Linked DNA regions of Mus musculus: all the other regions are linked to region 1. The links are chromatin contacts, called in public HiCAR-type and promoter capture Hi-C maps. All regions are on one chromosome and are shown on one strand. The core of a region is the stretch at or near the end of the contact, and the rest is flanking DNA. Distances in the headings are between cores, read along the strand shown.

What was found. HiCAR-type assays count read pairs that join an accessible place to other places. Capture Hi-C pulls out chosen DNA fragments and counts their contacts.
Region 2: a HiCAR-type map of astrocytes shows a contact between it and region 1, with 2.9 times the contacts expected there. The contact joins the enhancer-like site here to the promoter of Vti1a in region 1. A contact is called at or near these places in 1 of 39 promoter capture datasets (embryonic stem cells), 1 of 484 Hi-C or Micro-C datasets (B cells), 1 of 115 datasets of contacts at active chromatin or transcription factors (astrocytes) and 1 of 9 other capture datasets (embryonic stem cells).
Region 3: a contact with region 1 is called in a promoter capture Hi-C map of adipose tissue. The contact joins the promoter of Casp7 here to the promoter of Vti1a in region 1. A contact is called at or near these places in 4 of 39 promoter capture datasets (the 3T3-L1 cell line, the C10 cell line, embryonic stem cells and 1 more), 1 of 484 Hi-C or Micro-C datasets (regulatory T cells) and 2 of 9 other capture datasets (adipose tissue and liver).

Annotation. Positions count from the first base shown.
Region 1 is chr19:55,314,392-55,318,374 of GRCm38.p6, forward strand. It overlaps Vti1a (vesicle transport through interaction with t-SNAREs 1A), which reads left to right and starts at 1,666. Exons shown (of 8, transcript NM_016862.4): 1 at 1,666-2,153. The coding sequence starts at 2,060. Zdhhc6 (zinc finger, DHHC domain containing 6) reads right to left here and starts at 1,645. Exons shown (of 11, transcript NM_025883.4): 1 at 1,405-1,645; 2 at 1-381. The coding sequence starts at 176.
Region 2 is chr19:53,848,829-53,852,811 of GRCm38.p6, forward strand. It overlaps Rbm20 (RNA binding motif protein 20), which reads left to right. Exons shown (of 14, transcript NM_001170847.1): 10 at 1,274-1,360; 11 at 2,349-2,988. Among named protein-coding and RNA genes, the nearest start is that of Gm41863, 9.5 kb to the right of the region's middle. Within about 2 kb of position 1,868, at least 91 of the 459 cell types and tissues checked have an H3K27ac peak or open chromatin away from gene starts, as enhancers often do. A contact at or near this core is called in astrocytes, where this site is marked.
Region 3 is chr19:56,395,437-56,399,419 of GRCm38.p6, forward strand. Casp7 (caspase 7) reads left to right here and starts at 1,693. Exons shown (of 7, transcript NM_007611.2): 1 at 1,693-1,881.

The DNA of each region.
Region 1 (3,983 bases), core at 416-2,915:
ATGAAGTTCACACTTCCTCCAGTTGTATGTAAGGGCCAATACCACAAGACAGAGTCGATCATGGCCATTGTGGAACATATTGCTATAACACCCAGGGCTATGATGGGACCCCAATGACACAGTCTCCTTAAGTCTTGAAGATTTTCAAACTTGATTACTGAGCAGAATATGCCCATCTTGGTGAAGAATGACTTCTTTCTTCTAAAGAACTAGAGATCTCCTTTTCCTGTGCACACATTTCTGTGTGCAACAAGTCCATGTGTGTGCCTGAGCTGTCATGCCTTTGGCTGAAGGGTCACTGAGGTGGGGTATGTCATTTTCAGTTGTGGCCTCCAGAACTCTGTATCTCACAGGAGAATATAGGTTGATTTGAAACACAGCCTAAAGAAAACAAGATGGGAAAACTCCGTTTAGAAAGTCCATATGCCATTTATTTAATATTTAACTCCAAGGAGCACTTGACTCAGCACCTCGAAAGCACACTAGTGTGGAGTTCACCTCTTATCGAGAACAAAAATAATTACTTTGGACCTATCCAGAATACAGTCCGAGCTTGAAGTGCACGAAAACCGGACATATTAAACAGTTTTCCTCTTCTGTTCAAAGTGCCAGAAAGGATCGACTACTCCTAGCTTAGTGGATCGTTAGAGAGAACAAAGACTTAGGGAGCTGAGAAGCAGGGTCTTATCTAATTATCACGTATCTAATTCTTCCTAGAACAGAAACTGGCTTAGAGAGACTGTGATTATATCGACCGACCAAGGTCACAAGTAACAGCTAAGTCCAGAATAGAAGCACCAAACTTCTTTTTTAGGACGTTCTAAACTGCCTCCCAACGAGTTGTGAATTAACTGTGACATGCTCTACGCATATAATACTTTGTGTATTAATAACTGGGCACTTGTTCTCCCAAGCGCCAACATTAGCAATCGATCGGGGTTAAAGGTACAGGAAGAAGGGTGAGATTAAAACGAGAAGGCCGCATGTGTGTGCGCGAAAAATCACAACTGAAGCAGTGCACGAGAACGAGCACAGAGTGGATTTAAGCGGGCGGGGGGGGGGGGATAATTCCCTCCGGGGCCGAGGGAGAAGGGAAGAAGGCACGCACGGGGAATAGTTGTAGACCTGAGTTCTGAATGGAGTGAAATGAGCCGGGAAAAGACCTATGACACATGGGTATGACGTATGCGTAACGGATTCCCACGGAGCAGATGCGCCAGCCCGGTCGGTGCCTGCCTCAGTTTCCCGCCCATGTAGTGGTGCGGGATGCTCTGGGATCTTCACTCACAGGACAAACGTCTTATTAAGCGAGGTCTGGGCTCGATATTTTGGAGATGCTGGGTCGACTAGGTCGAGGCGAAGACCGCCTCGTAAGCGGGTTGCACCCCCTGCGGTGACTCCCACCTCAGTCTGGTCTCCGGTGCCCGCTCCACAGCCATCGCATTTCCGGGACGGCCCGGGCTCAGCGGAACAGATTTTCTCCTCCTTATAGCTCTGTCATGAGCGCTTCAGTCTGAGCAAGCCGAATGCGAACCCTGACGGCGAGACCTGCGCGGGGAACTCGGACCCGCGCGTCTCTGGTTCACGCGGCCGCCGTGAGCCTCCCGCTCGGGTCCTCGGCGCAAGCTCCGCCACAGCCACTTCCGGTCGGTGCGCGGCGTCAATCTTCCCTCGGAAAGCCCGCGCCTGCAACTTAGAGTTTGGGGGCGCTCCAGCCGTTTCTCTGGAGCTGCAGTGTGGGGGACGTGTATTCTGTGATACCCGAGAGCATGTGGGCTTTCGTAGTCTTTTTTTTTTTTTAGGGGTCACCGAAAGTGAACTTTTTCTTTAGTTTTACGTTCGAAGATTTGGGTGGAAAGGAAAAGGCGCAGGCAGCGCAGTTTCCGGAGGACAAGGACTGCGTAGAGCAACCAGGAAGCGGCAGGGCTGGGAGTTGTTCCCGGTTCCCGCTGTGCTGTGGAGACTTCTTCACAGGGTCCCTGCGCCGAGGCCGGGCGCCCTTGGCGAGTCCCGCTCTGAGCGCTAGAACCCGGCTCCGGCCGGCCGTGCCCGAGCTGCCATGTCTTCCGACTTCGAAGGGTACGAGCAGGACTTCGCAGTGCTCACTGCTGAGATCACCAGCAAGATTGCAAGGGTCCCTCGGCTCCCTCCCGGTGAGTACCCTGCCCGGCCGGGCGGGGGCGGCCTGGAGAGCCGGGGGCCGCGGAACGCCGCCTGGGCACGCGGGGCTCGCTGGCGCGAGGCTGCTGTGGGTGGTGCTGGCGGCCCGGGGAGGGGTGCGTTCTGGGTAGTAGGTTGTGATTGGCATTAAATGTGCTTCAAATGCAAAGCACCTTCTGCGTGGAAACCATTTTGGGGGGGTGGCGCCTGTTTCCTACCCCACCGCTTTTTAAAAGCTTGTATAGCCTTGGAAACATTGCTCTGCATCTTGATTTCTTCTTTTTTCCTTTTCTTTTTTTTTTTCTATCTTTTTTTATCTTTTGTAAAATATGAGTATTCAAAGGAACTGTGTGAAAGTATCAAGATTGTGGATCTGTAAATGCAGCAGCAGCGTTGTCGTTTTAGTCAATAATTCTGTTATCCTTATTCGTGGCACACTAGAATGACGAGCTAGGATGCCTGAATTCAAGTCTAACCCTTGCCACTTAGAAGTTGTCTCCTAGGCAAGTTTTCGTTATCCTTCAAAACTTCCTTCTTGGTTCGAGAGACTCGTACCTCTCTCAGGGCGGTTGTGAAGATTAACTGATACGCAGCTGTGAAGCCCTGTGTCTTAGCTCTTGTTAGGATTCCTATTTTTCAGACCTCTGCCCTGATTCTGTGATTCTCATCTTTCTTGGGTATCTATAACCCAGTTTTATATGAAACTTCGTACAGGACAACTTTGCTCACTTTTACAATTCAGCATCCTCCAGGTATTACCCTGCATGCTAGGTTGTCAACAGTGGGAAGGTGGGAGCCTTGTCTGATTTTCTTGACATTTCTTTTCTAAGGGCTCAGATTTTTTTTTTTTTTTTTTGTGAATAAGCAAGGGATTGTTATATAATACTTTGTGACTTATAAGATAGTGTTTTAGGATTTTTTCTTTAAGTACAGATTTAATTTGAGTAGTTAGTAACAGACAAATTGTGAGTTTTATTTATTTATTGGCTCAGTTTCGTTAGGGAAATTGAATGATCACTGGGCTGCTGAACTTGCCTCTACTCCAGCTCTGGAGCATACTGTGTAGAAGAGATGATTCTCATTGGTCTGCAGAATTGTGGGTATCTTCACTTTCTTACCTGGTCAGCCCCAGGCCAAGATGACAGCAGTAACTTCTCTTGAGTCTAAGTTGTTCCTCACCCCCTGTCCAGAATTTCCCCCAATCTTTATGTTTATAAATAATTTTTCCCTTATCACCCCTCCCTGTTTTCTGTTACTAGGGATATTTGCTTGAAGCCAGGACCCCTGAGCCTCCATCCCACTTACCTCCTGAAGTCTCAGTTAGCTCGGAAGGAGGTGAATGATGTCTTAAAGAGGCTTATGAGTTCAAGGAAGGGAGCAAGGGGAGAGAACCAGTGTAGCGTATACCATGGAGCTGTGTTGCCTCAGAGATTTTTACAAAAAAAATCTGATGGAAGATGGCCTCCTGCCTTCATGATACTTCACTTCACCTCTTCTCTTCAGTCCCACTTGTCTCCATTGCCCAAGATCATCTTGATTTTGTTGCCGTTGTTGTCTGAGACTCGTGCCTTTGAATTGAGTCCCAGAGCCTCAGTACCAGGATGTGCAGTCGCGGTTGGATTTTGCTCATTTTGAATTTTAATATTTTGTTTGTTTTTTAGCAGTAGAAACTTTTTTTTAAATATAATTTGGGCAAATAGCTTTATTATTGAGAAACTGTTTTACAAAGTAATATTGTCCTGAATATAAAGTTTTGAAGACTCTTTCTAAGAAAATAGATTTTGTTACAATTGATTTTCTTGCCTTTGTGTTTAAAATTTTTA
Region 2 (3,983 bases), core at 618-3,117, 1.5 Mb before region 1:
CTTTTACCTTGAACCAACCTGGGCCCCAAGAGTGTTGATAAAAATACAGTTTAAAGAAGCCAGGGAGTAGCCACGACTATGGCCAAGGGTTAAGCCATGGGAGAGTAAGCTCTAGAAGCTTCTAAAGTGAGAATCAGCACGCCTTTGCTGTTTGTTTGTTTGTTTGTTATGTGTGGGTGTTTTGCCTACACATATGTCTGTGCATCACTTCCATGCTTACTGTCTGCAGAGGACAGAAGAAAGTGTCACATTCCCAGGACTTGGAGATATAGATGGTTGTGAGACACTGTGTGGGTGCTGGGAATTAAACCTGGGCCCTCTGGAAGTACAGCCAGTGCTCTTAACTGTTGAGTCATCTCTCCAGCTCCAAAGCCTTCTACAAAAGATCTTATTTTAGTCAAAGAAGGCCACGAGGCAAAGTTGTGGACTTTATGTAGGTACTAACATAATTATCTAAAATGTACCTTTGCAGGGCTGAAAGGGGTCAGTGGTGAAGGGTGTGCGCTGCTCTTTCGGAGAACCCTAGTTTGGTTCCCAGATCTCAAGTGCTTATAACTGCGGCTGCGTGAGATCTGAAGCCTTTGGCTTCTATGGGTACCTGTACTCACGCCCGTGTGTGTGTGTGTGTGTGTGTGTGTGTGTGTGTGTGTGTATGTGTGTGCATGTGTGTATGTGTACATGTGTGCCTGTGCACAGTGTCTCTCTGTGTGTACACATGTGTGTGTTAATGGAAATGATGTCTTTAGGAGGAGATGCCCCACAGTGGCCACTCCCCTCCCCGAGCTTTCCCCACTCAAGTCACTTTTGCTTTTTTTTAATGTTCATCCTTTGCTGCAGACACTCAGATCACCAGGGGTCTCTGTCCCCTGAAAAACTACAAGACCTACTTTCAAAAAAAAATTTTTTTTAAGATTTATTTATTTATTATATGTAAGTACACTGTAGCTGTCTTCAGACACTCCAGAAGAGGGCGTCAGATCTTGTTACAGATGGTTGTGAGCCGCCATGTGGTTGCTGGGATTTGAACTCCGGACCTTCGGAAGAGCAGTCGGGTGCTCTTACACACTGAGCCATCTCACCAGCCCCCAAAATGTTTTTTCTGTCAGTGTGAGTGAGCATGTTTCTTTCTGAGCCTCAGTTCCCGAAGCAGTGGCCTCCCCTCCGCTGTGAGGGAGTCGGGGGAGGAGCGTGCGGATCTCTCTACTTCTCTCTGTGTCCCCTCTTCTGCCTCTGCCTACTCTTAGTCTTGTTTGGTCTGTTCTTCCCCTGTAAGGCTGGAGCTGAGGAACAGGAAGGCATGGTGGGCATACAGCAGGAAGGGACAGAGTCCTGTGATCCAGAAAACACAAGGACAAAGAAGGTGAGTTTGCACCCCCATCTTGGTGGTGGTGTCATATATTAGCATCAGAGACTCTGTCACCGGGTCGGTTTTGCCTGACAGCGGCCGTATGGGATGTGTTCGTGTCTTCACAAGCACTTGTACCAATGGCCCCAGTGCTCTCTGGAGAAACAGCTCTGTGGAAGTCTTTCGATGTCTCCTCTGGGGAGATCTTTAGCTGCACGCCCGGGCTCCGCCCCCCTCTCCTGCAACTTGGCTGTGCTGCTAAAAGAAAACATATGCCCAAGAAAGACTCAGACTTCAGAGCCAGGCTCCCAAAATAGGCAGGTCCCTTAGTGGGTCCACGACACAAGCAGTCAACTTGAAGCCCTGACCTCAGCAGGCCCAAGACCCTGAGATTAATGAGACATACTCTGTGTGTTTTAGAAAGATTATTTGTACTTAGTTAAAAATCAAAATCCAGTTACTGTCCTCCTGGGCTGGGCTTCCACGGGCAAACGAAATGTCCTTGGATGATCGCCAGCTTCATGCCTTTCCGGTCAGGGGACACTAATCTTCCGAATCTGTGTGCCAAGCCCTAGGGCTGCTGGGAACACCAAGGGAAAAATACCGGAGGCAGAGTGTGGGCGGAAGTTGCACCTTTGCTGAGAGAGGGAGTCTGGAGGAAGTTTGTGAGTGGATTCTCTCCAGCCACCTTTAGTGACGTCCATTTGTAATGTATCCATTCATTCAGAGATAGTCACAAATAGCTACTATATAGCAAAGTTAAGGATTCTTTGTGTCATTCAAAACGTGGCAAATCAAGCAGCAAGGGCTTGTTGTGAAGCCTGTGCCACTTGGGGGGCGACTGAATAAGTGAGGCTTGAGGGGCTCACATCCCCTAAGAACCCAAGGAGCAGGAGAAGCGCTCAAGGTCTTTCCGACATGAAGGCTCCTATAGCCAATGCGTATGGCTGACGTTTGAGTATTCTAAGCCACCATATGACACCTGTTCTACATCCTCATACAGGGACAAGACTGTGACAGTGGGAGTGAACCCGAGGGGGACAACTGGTACCCCACCAACATGGAGGAGTTGGTCACAGTGGACGAAGTAGGCGAGGAAGATTTCATCATGGAACCAGACTTACCAGAGCTGGAAGAAATTGTGCCTATTGACCAGAAAGACAAAACCCTCCCTAAAATATGTACCTGTGTAACGGCCACCTTAGGTTTGGACTTGGCCAAAGATTTCACCAAGCAGGGAGAGACCCTAGGGAACGGAGACGCAGAACTCAGCCTGAAGCTGCCCGGACAAGTGCCGTCTACTTCCGCAAGCTGTCCCAATGACACGGACCTGGAGATGCCTGGCCTAAATCTGGATGCTGAGCGGAAGCCAGCTGAAAGCGAGACAGGCCTCTCACTGGAGGTCTCAAATTGCTACGAGAAGGAGGCAAGAGGAGAGGAGGACTCAGATGTGAGTCTGGCCCCTGCAGTGCAGCAAATGTCCTCCCCCCAGCCAGCAGATGAGCGGGCCCGGCAGTCCAGCCCTTTTCTCGATGACTGCAAGGCCAGGGGGTCCCCAGAAGATGGGTCTCATGAAGCCAGCCCCCTGGAAGGAAAAGCCAGCCCACCTACTGAAAGCGACCTCCAAAGCCAGGCTTGCCGAGGTGTGTTGGCTGAGGGTGGCTACCTTCCTCTCCCTCATGGGTGGTAGGGTGGACTGGACCACCGCGTCCCTCAGGACATGTGGGTATGTGCAGGCTGGAACAGATAGATGGGAGTTACTTAAGGCCAAGACAGAAAGTTAAGTACTAATAGAAGCAAGCCTCCGAAGGCCTGGCTAGAATGTTAAAGCAAATAGTGTAGAAGAAATCCAGCAGGCGCCCCCTGTGTTCCGGGAATAACCTCGACTTGATTTCTCTGCACTGTGGGGTCCCACCTAGGCATGGGCAACTAAGATCAGGTTGAGTTTTTACTACAAAAAAGCTTGGGTTCTTTTTGATGGTCTGCCACCCTTTCCTGAATGGTGGAAACCCTTGGCAATTATTTCTGCGATGCGGGGGCGAGGGGGGAAGGAGAGATGCGGCGGGAGGGGGGGGGAGGTACGGAACGGGGTGGTGGAGAGAGAATGACACACGGGGAGGGAGATGGCTTTGTAAAGGGCTTGCTTCCCTTCTAACTATCTCAGACCCACTTTTCTCCAGGGTCTGATAGTGGAGCAGGACTTATCCCAGAAACACCCTACTGGAGGTGAGGTTGTGTCTATGCTCAGGGCTGTGACATCATGAACTAAGGAGCCTAAAATGGGCTAAGCCATGGCCTTTCTGCCAGATGGAAACAGATCCATCCAGGGTGTGTGTGTGTGTGTGTGTGTGTGTGTGTGTGTGTGTGTGTGTGTAAGGGGGTGGGGTGGAGAGTAGAGGGTGGGTGAGTATTTCTTAAGACTCTTTAACAGTGAAAATAAACTAGAGATTTATTTTACAGAAAGTTCTCAGCATCACCAAGGCTGAAGTAAAACTAGTAGAGCAGAAAATATAGAGGAAAGGCCAGAAAATAAACATTCCAACCCAGAGCCTTGTGTCAGCACAAGCTGGTGGGTGGCCCGAGGCTTGGGCTTTCTTCCATGTCAAGTTGACCTGAGCAGTCTTTCACCTGCCGGGAT
Region 3 (3,983 bases), core at 443-2,942, 1.1 Mb after region 1:
TGGCTGGGAACAGGGGTATAACTTAGCGAAGCTTCTTCTCTCCAAAGCCCTGGGGTTAAGCCATAACACCAAAGCTGGGGAGACCTAGGAGAGACATTCAGGAGAGAAATCACTTGCATTTAAGGTGTCAGTACAATATTACAGAGCGGAAGCTGCCATGGGTCTCTTCCCTTCTGTGCTTCCAGAAGTTTAAGAGTCGGTACTGTAATGATCCAGGCTGGGAGCAAGTAAGTGGATGTTCTCACGCCGACCCACAAGCAAGAACAGACAAGAGGTTTCCTGTGGTGCCGCCCTGCCTCTCCATCTGCGTGAGGGATGGATTCCTGTGTGCGGATGCGCCACGCATGCCACAGCACAGGCAAACCTTCTTGTGGATAGAACATCACTGTCCAGGCAACAGGACCCTGGTGCTGTCAGGTGGGCAGCTTCTCACATTCCTCACCACCAAATAAGTAGAGATTGGTTGTTAAATGTTCCACGTTTTAGGACTACCCTGGAAAAAGTCATGGTTTACACAAAGATAAATTATAGTGGAGATAGGATTTCTTCATTTTTCAAAGGACTGTCAGTTTTAAAAAGCAAATCACCATAGCGTGAGCCATGGCTTACCCCAACATTTGCCTCCACAGTTCAGGGACACTAGCATTATTAAATAAGAAGGAGGGCAGGCATATTAAGAATTGAAAGTGCCCATACTGGCTGAGATTCTAGAGTTAGTGCTAAAACTCTGGGGTTCAAGAAAAACCATGCTAGCAAATAAAATAGCCTTGATGGCTCCGGAGACCTGTAGGTCTGAGAATCGAGTATCTCTGGCGTTTTCACAAAGTTCTCTCACATAGCTTGCTTCAGTGTGAGTGAATGAGCTGTTCTGAGAACTCTAGGTGGAGGGGAGGAATTGGAAGCGTCTACAGATGGAAGCCCAGATCTGTCTGTCTGTCTGTCTGTGTCGAAGATGACATGAACAGGAACCCATGTTAGCTCACTGTCTGCTTCCTCAAACCTAGTGCCTGACACGGGAGGTAGCACACATGGATGATGATTTTGGCGCAATATCCGTGCAAGCTGGGTTTGGGAGGTATAAACGTGTTTAAGACAAAGTTCGCCCCCCTCCCCAACAACGTCTGGGAAGACATCAGACTAAAGCGACTGGTGGTGCACAGTATCTGGTCGAGAAGCAGCTTGTGTTAGGAAAAAGGTAAAAAACAAAAACAGAACGAGACAGGTGCCCCATCGCGGAGAGCAAGTCAGAATTTTGGGTCCATCTGCTGGGTAGACAGTTTTGTAGAATGCGTTCTCAGTGGAACTTTTGACGTTTACAGTTTTAGAGTCTCTTAGTACTCCTCTCTGGTGAGCGCGGGGAAATTTGCATATGTGGCATAGAGGAGGGGACAGGGATAGCCCCAATTTGCAGGGCCGCTCTCCTCCCGTGCCGGTGACGCTTGCCAACTTCGCAGAGGTCTGGACCAAGCGCGCAGTCATATTTTCAGAGAACTTAACAGATTTGCAGCAGGTAGCCCGGGGTCACGGTCACTTTTCTGGCTGGCAGTTTTGCAGAGCCCGCCAGTTCTGTAGGGAGCGCTCTATCTGCCCAGTTCCTGCAGCCGCAGGGGTCGCCCAAACGTCGCAGAGGGGGGGACGCAGCACGTGGGCGGCGAGGGCTTCCCGCGCGAGCTTCCCGCGCGAGCTTCTCCCGCGGCGGGCTCCGTAGCGCGCGTTCCCGCTCGCCCCCAGCTTTCCCGGGCTGCAGGCACAGCCCCGTCCGGCCCGCCCGCTCCTCCCCCTCCGCCTCTGGGACTTTTGCTTTCAGTTTTCCCAAAGCTGCCCTCGACCCTTGCGGAGGACGGACGCTGCCGTGGGCTCCTGGCCGCCGCCGTGGGAACGGTAACTTGGGCCGCCATCGCGGCTTTCCCTCCCCTCTTCCGCGAGCTCCTTCCTCCCGCGCGTCCCCGCCCAGAGTCCCCCTCCCTCCCGCAGGCTCGCAGAACTTGCTTGCAGGGCGCTGTGGCGCGGAAGGCTCTCCAACATGCCTGGCCATCGCCCGCTTTGCTCGGCACGGCGGTCCCTTGGTCTTCTGGACCAGGGTCTCACGACATCCGGTGCCATTCCGGATGTAACAGGGAAGAAAGAGCGGGTGTAGGGCAGTAGATGTGGTTGTTTGAACCCGCAAGGACTACCTTGTCAGACCGGGAACTTAGGCGCTGCCGGGTCCATTTAATGGGAATCTTGGGCGGTTCTGGTGGCTTGTGCTCAGGGAAAGAGGGAGTTAGGTGCATAGGTCTTTAACCTAGGCGAAGTGTGCTTGAAACACTCTTTCTTGTCTGGGGACCCTTGCATCGGGACTCTTAGACTCTTACAGTGACTTAAGACTGGTGAAAAACTGGCAAGCGACACTTGTCAGTATGAGCTCCAGGCGACACCTCACCTTTACTCCTTGGCCTTTCGGGTTTATGGGGAAGTAAGTTTATTAGTAGGCACAGGCGGTGTTTGTAAGCAGTTCACAGGCCTTTCTCTTGAGCTGAGATAACTGATAAGGCCCTGGTTTTCTGTTGACAAGCTGTTTCTTCCTTCAGATTTTGGCCAGCGTAACCTTACACCCCTGTCCATATTGTTAAAGCCTAGCATTACAATCTGCCACTCTGCAACCTCCTATAGGACATGGGCAAAGTCTCTAGTTCCCTCATGGTGTGAACCTCAGGTGACACTGATGGGTTGGGTGGCAGCCTCGGGACTTTTTCACTTAAGGAAGTATGCATTTGGGCAGGAGGTGAGCCTGTTCAATGTTGCTGTGTTTGGGAAGCAGGCAGCCTGTTTCCTCAGGAAGACCCACCTCAATCAACTTGCTTAGCCTGCTTTCTCTTGCTGGGATAAACACCATGACCATAGAGAGGAAAGGCTTTATTTCATTTGACGACTTCAGGTCACAGTCTGTCATTGAGGGAAGTCGAGGCAGGAGCCTGGAGGCAGGAAATCTGATTACTCACTCAGCTACCATTAGTACACAGCCTGTGGATGGTACCACTACAGTGGGCTGGGCCCTCCCCTCCCACACCAGCCATTGGTCAAGGCACTTCCCTATAGACATAGCCACAGGCCATTGTGATCTGGGCAATTCCTCAAGTGAGATTTCCTGTTCCCTGGTGATATTAGGCTGTGTCAACTTGACCAAAAAAAAAAAAAAAAAAAAAAAAAAAAAACCCAAAAAACAAAAACAACAACAAAACAAAACTAGGCACCACACCCCATAGCATGGGTCTGGGGAAGCTCTCAGGGCAGGTGGCATCCCAGTGGCCAAAGTGATTGCAAGTAGGAGCAGCCACATTGTAAGACAGGAATTTGGGGTAGCCAGGGAGTGGCTGGACGTATTATTTTCTAAGCAACCTCTTGGGAACTAACACACGCAGAGCCCCAGCAGCTTCCTACTGGATTCCCATCCCCTCGTGTAGGGGGCTAGCCTTCCAACACAAGAAGCCTGGGGGGGGGACCAATTACAGCCAAACCATAACAGCAGGCATCACACATCTTACATCATTTAAAGAGGACATTCCATGTCTCTTTACTGTGGGCAAGCACTGTCTCCGTAATGACTGCTCTTTGCAGCCCCTGAAAAGGACTGGTACAGAAAAGTCATGCAAGGAAGGCCCCTCGGGCAGCACCGTTGATGAGCCCAGATGAGATGGCTTTCTCGGAGGGTTCTGGCTTGGCTTCGATGACGTCACTGAGGTTAAGCACCCCACTTGGTCACCTGAGATCTTTGAATGTTTCCAAGACTCGAGTGGATCAGCCACGGGGGGGGGGGGGGTGAGGAAGCTCCTGGGTGCTTAGCCTTCCTGATTGACGAGTCAAGTCCGCTGTTGCTGATGTAGGCTGTTAGCAGGAAGGCTTAAGACTTAGACTCCTGCCTGTAAGATAGATGTGTTTTAGCTCCAGATTTCAGGCATCTCATTCTCTGGTCTGCTTGCTCTGCTGTGGTGATGGAGGTGGGG